Regions from separate parts of the Drosophila melanogaster genome. Here region 1 is linked to region 2. The links are chromatin contacts, called in public targeted proximity ligation maps. All regions are on one chromosome and are shown on one strand. The core of a region is the stretch at or near the end of the contact, and the rest is flanking DNA. Distances in the headings are between cores, read along the strand shown. Region 1 holds the start of rdgC (retinal degeneration C). Region 2 holds the start of CG14182.

What was found.
Region 1: a contact with region 2 is called in a targeted proximity ligation map of the Kc167 cell line, with 5 times the contacts expected there. A contact is called at or near these places in 5 of 107 Hi-C or Micro-C datasets (the D17-c3 cell line, the OSC cell line, the S2 cell line and 2 more) and 1 of 7 datasets of targeted methods (the Kc167 cell line).

The regions. Positions count from the first base shown.
Region 1 is chr3L:20,246,581-20,249,467 of dm6, reverse strand. It overlaps rdgC (retinal degeneration C), which reads right to left and starts at 1,388. Exons shown (of 13, transcript NM_176367.3): 1 at 1,143-1,388.
Region 2 is chr3L:19,978,374-19,981,251 of dm6, reverse strand. It overlaps CG14182, which reads left to right and starts at 1,440. Exons shown (of 2, transcript NM_001300194.1): 1 at 1,440-1,595; 2 at 1,664-2,539. The coding sequence starts at 1,490. The coding sequence ends at 2,064.

The DNA.
Region 1 (2,887 bases), core at 139-2,638, 270 kb before region 2:
AATAAATTTGTACAAATGATAGTTTCACTAAAGTCACTTAAAGTATTTCTCTGAAATTTCATCACCTTTGAGTAGCCCAATGCTTTTAATTTACATTTTTCCCCTAGTCTGCTCTGCTTAGTCTTTTGTTATTGCTTTTCCTTGTTTGTTTTAAAAACACTGCACTTGTGTGTCCTCAATTTCGAAAAAAGTTTTCACACCGCCAAATGGGTAAGAAATATACATACTTGTATCTTAGCAGAATACTTGTCGTATACGTAATAAACATACGAACAGGCAAATGGATAAGTGGACTAGACAAATATTGCGCTTACTCGTGTGAAACACAAAATATCATGAGTAATTCATATGGCAAACACCTCTGGATTGTAATGGAATCGTTTATATATTATTAATTTGCTCCTTGCCTCATTTCTTTGTCTGCTAGCTGTCATCGCCTTCGATTTCATTCCGTGTTATTTTTTCCATTCAACCAGACCTTCTCTTTGGCAACATAAGTTAAAAAACCACGAAATATATCTTGGGCCGAAAAAGTGACACCATTTTTTTCTAAAAACATTTTCAGTTTGTAGCAGTTTTTATTTTGTAAATTGTTCTAATGGATCATTTAAAAAAATTGACTGGAATATATGGAATATGCTAAAATATCTTAAAATAAGAAGTAGAAACACGAACTCTCCCTTCAGCTTATTTTGCATTATTTGAATTCATAGAATACAGCTTTTCTTTTCGGTGTACATTTGATAGCAGTACTATTTATACATGTGTGTATAGAACGTATGGAAATGCATGTTCTTTCGCATATATGTACATTTGTATGTGAGTATATTTTCGAGTGTTTCCCATCCGCCGCGCCGGTCGATTTTACTTTTTTTTTGCTGATCCGATTTAATGCGTGGAATTTGTTAGTAATTTAGCAAAACGACGCACTAAACGGAAGAGCGCGAATAAAAAAAGCCATTCGGTTGGAAAGTTCTGTCGGCACTAAGGATGCGACCATTCCGTGCCAGCGGCACAAGTGGCCATAACATGAAGGCGTGAGCGTAAACAAACACAGAAAATTGGTCGGTCCAAAAGAGAGATAAACAGCGATGACAATAAGATATGTACATGCATGCATATACAAATGTACATATACATACATATGTCATCTAGAAGGCGGCAAAAGGCATTAAATGAAGCCACACACAAAAATTCTCGCGGTGACAGATATAACCAGAAGAACACAAAAGACGGGAGAGGAGGGATGGCAAAGGCATATGCTGCTTTTGGTTCGGAAATAGCGCGTTCTGTGCGGAGAGCATTACGTATACGTACTGGTGTACGGGTACGGATCGTCGGGAGCGCGACGTTTTGTTATTCGAGCGTCCGTGGCGCGTGGAATACCGTTACAAACTGAACGCAGGCCACAAGCTCGGAAATCCTTTTTGGCCTCCGCTGCTGCCTCCGTCGCTGCCAAAGGCTCTGCTGCTGCCACGGCCGGCGTCGCCGCCGACCTCTCACTCGCTCCCACTCTCGCCATATTCGCCGCCATCGCCATGCTGCCCGAAAGCAAAACAAAGAGCGATGGCCGCATCAGCTGATTGCCCCGTTTCATTGCCATTCCCGTTCATTTTGCAGCGGAGGCTGCGCACGGCTCTCTCGCTCTCTTCTATCCATTTCATCTACACTGGAAATAGCACGGGTATATCTATTCCTTAAATTGTTAACGAATTTCGCAATTGTTTCATCTGCGTAATTAGTATTAAAGGAAAAGGCAACATAAATATGAAACCAAATGTAAATGGTTAGTATTTGAATAACAGCCATTTGTGAAATCAATCAATATTTTTCTTTCTGTGCAACCCAGAGAGCGAGCAGAGCAGCGATGCTAATCCAAAGATGCCAAGTTTGATAACGTCCTCGTGTTTGCATTTTGAATTTATGATATGCATCTTCCAGTTAAAACTTCAACCAGACGTGCGGCTGATGCTGGTTGTTTGGGAAAGAAGAAGTAATACTAAATAGGGGAATCAACAAAAAGCCATTAAGACAGATTTTTTTTAGATTAAAGGGGTTTCTTCTTCAAGATACGTATGTACATCTTTAATTGTTGAACAAACGAAAAAGTATTTCATCATTCGATATTATTCCTTTTTTTAAGTTTTAAAATTTATGATAAAAATAGTAATATGAAAATGATAGACTTAAATACGCTTAAAAAACTACTTCATATATGTACAAGATTCATGGGATATAATATCTTGGAATCAATTGCAGATGTAATATTATAATTATCTATTTAATGAATTTTGCAATATTCAGCCGAGCATTTCTGGCACCTGTTTGCAAAAAGAAAAGAAGAGGATCGATGGTTATAACCAACAAGTGCGCCGTGTGACTTGATATTCTGTTGATATGTTCCACTATCGTTACACAAAACCCAGAGCTCTGTTATGGTTCCGTTCTTGTAGTTATATTGATTATTTGCTCGGTTCCATGGCCTTTGGGGTGTCGTATACTCGTATGTGTTTTAATAGTCCAAGTGCCGCCAAGCCTTCCGTTGGCCATTCTGTGTGATTTTGGGGCTCCGGCCTCGAGGGGATTTTGTAGCTGAAACTCACGAAAGCCCCAAAATGAGTGCTGTCCCCTTGCTCCTTCACGGTGGTTTCACGATTTTGGGGTTTTCGTTGGTCGTAGCTTTAACTTTAATGGCAATTAGGGCCCAGAGCGGCTAACCTGCTATTAGTGATTACGGAATGCTCGGTCCCACTTCAAATTCAGTTAGCAGATGTGCGTGCGGCACAAGTTTCCGTTGCAATTGGTAAACTTTGTCTGCATTCTATGCATACAAATACAAACAAGAAGCCGGGCCAGATGAAGATACACAGCCTTTCAGATACTAATC
Region 2 (2,878 bases), core at 191-2,690:
AATATAAGCCTAAAACGAGAAAATTTCTTGCCGTGCTCGCTTACTCTTTCACTTTCATGTGTTTAAAAGTGAATCAAATTTCCCGATACCACAGCCCATCATAATTTAGATCCATTTGTAAACAGGAACCGAGCTAATCAACAAACAAATAAATCTCCATTTGTGGCTGACCCTCCTCCGCAGGATTTCGAGCTGATATCGAGTTTCGTGCTTGGGGCTCCTCGATGTCGCGACGAAATCCAATCCAATCGAATCCAATTCAATGCCGGAGGATATCCGAACCGCGCGAATGTTGCGTTGCACATCCGAAATGTGAATGAATGCAAATGAAATTTGCTAATAATAATACGACAATTACATGGCCCGCGGGCGATAAAAAAAAAGCCAGACCCACAAGCTCCCGAGCGGCAATTATGGGGCATACACCGCCGGCTTGCCCAATAGATTTCACTGGGCAGATATGGCCACTGGCCACCTATGCCACCAATCCACCTAACAACCCATCCACCTATCCACCTGAACGGAACCCACCCCGTTTGCGGCGCTGGCCGGCATAACCTGGGTCAACCTGGACGAACTGAGTACACTAAGGACACGTCAGCGGCGGCCAGGCGAATGTGACGTGGCCACATTCAATTCCCTCACTTTTAATTGGAATGTTAACTCTATTTTTCCACACAAGGCAGCCAGTTTCAAATGCCTGTGCATGGCAGACGGATCAATTCCTGGCTGATGAAGTTCTATGCACTTTTTGCGATGGCTTTGTTTTAGTTTTGTGAATACTTACGGCCCTTATTCTTCCTAATCAATCTTGCTCACTGTTAAGCTGATCTTTTACCAAATTAATATTTGTGCAGTTTTTTTTTGCTGTCAAAATTGGGTAAATTTCATTAAGACATTTCAATACATTTTTAAGCCCTTCATTTTAATTAGCCAACACTTGGAAATGTAATAGGGATAAAGGTGCACTAGCCAAAATAAAAGAATTTTTAAACGTATTTAATGAGATTCGCCAAACTGGATTGGTGAATATATATATATGTATAAGCTTGCTTCTATAGCAATTTTATTCATCTAGTAAGAAAAGTCAATAGGAAATATAAGCCATTAAGTCTGGTTTTATTTATCAAAAACGTAATTCAGTTTGCTATATTTTTTAACATTTACTCCAGTGTTCATCAGTGCACTGAATTTATGAATTTACCATATGAAATGAGAATTTGAATATACTACTATTGATGAGCATCTGATGAATTTTATTGAACATTTTAAGGTAGTTTAAGTGCAGCATCAAATCAAGAAAAAGTTTTAAATTTCCAATTCAAATTTACGCGCCTAGTTGTGAACTAGTTTTACTGCTAGTTCCAATTACTAGTTCATTCGATTAGTATATACAGAGCTATCGCCGTTTGGCATTTTTTAGTGCATTGCGGGCAGTAGAAAAGCAAACACAAATAAGGGAATAAAAATATATTAATTTCGGATCAGGATGGATAAACTAACGACAATTAGTGCCACGCTCTTCATGGCGGCCGATGTCTTTGCGATTGTGAGTCTGGCCCTTCCCGACTGGATCATCACGGAGTCCGGAACGGGTAAACATGGCAAACAAGAAAGTGCCAGATGCACTGGATGAATCCTAAATCTCTGGGGATATTTGTAGGTGACATCCGATTGGGACTGATGTGGACCTGCATGACGCTATATAACCGACCGCAAGTGTGCTATACACCCGAACTGCAGCCGGAGTGGCTGATTGCACTGATCTGCATCTTTGTGGGCTGCATCTGCGTGACCACCACCGTCATTCTGCTGGCGTCGTCATCCTGCAACCGGAATGTGATTCCGTACGCGCGCTGGGTGGGATTCACGGCCATGGTGCTCTTCTGCATGGCGGCCGTCGTCTTCCCGCTGGGATTCCACGTAGAGGAGATCGGCGGACAGGCCTACCAGCTGCCCAACACATTCAAGATTGGCATCTCCTACATCATGTTCGTCCTGGCCCTGTGGATCACCGTCGTGTCTGAGCTCTTTGCCGGCAAGGTCTGCCTGCCGCACTTCTAAAGACGTGACCACGGCATCGCTAGATTCCTCATTTCATTTGCAGTTTGCTCTGTGATTTGTTACATCTTTTGTTTTACCCTAATTGTTTTGGGTTTCAATTGGTAGGGTGCACTTTAAACACTCTATCTTAGTTAACATATTTAAATTAGGTTAAATAAGCTGAAAACTCGAATATGAGCTACACGAATCTCTCATGCACTTGATACATTTTAAAAATTATTTACTTTTAAACCTGATTTTATTTTAATTGATAAATTTAGTTGATAAATGTTTAGTAAGCCAGACTTGATCATATCTAAGGAATAAGCGTAGCCCTAAGAACATTTAGTTAGTACAATTTTGTTATACGAATACACATTTTGTATTTAAACTGAGAAAAACATGTATTTTTGTGTTCTCAAAAGCTTAAGGTAAATCCGGTGTGCCACCAATCTTCAAGTCTGAAGCTCAAATTTAACTCACAATCTTTCAAAATAAATAGGTTTTTAAGAAATTGTTGAAATGTGTGCTGATTCCTTCGTAAATGTGGATCTGCTTAATTTAGACGGTTAAAAAGTCCATGCGTATATGAACTTGCGCGTATTCGCGATTATTGGAAATACGGTTATAACTCTTCAGGTTTTTCATTGACACAACTTATTTAATATTGAACAGAATTAGTATTGAAACTTCAAAAAAAATATATATTTACATATATCTTCGCGGGGAGCTCCGTCACTTGGAAGGTCGCGACAGCAACTGAAGCAATATAGCCACATTGGAGGAGGGATCTCGGCGGAGTCCCGAGGTCTGCGCATGCGTCGTGTGTATACAT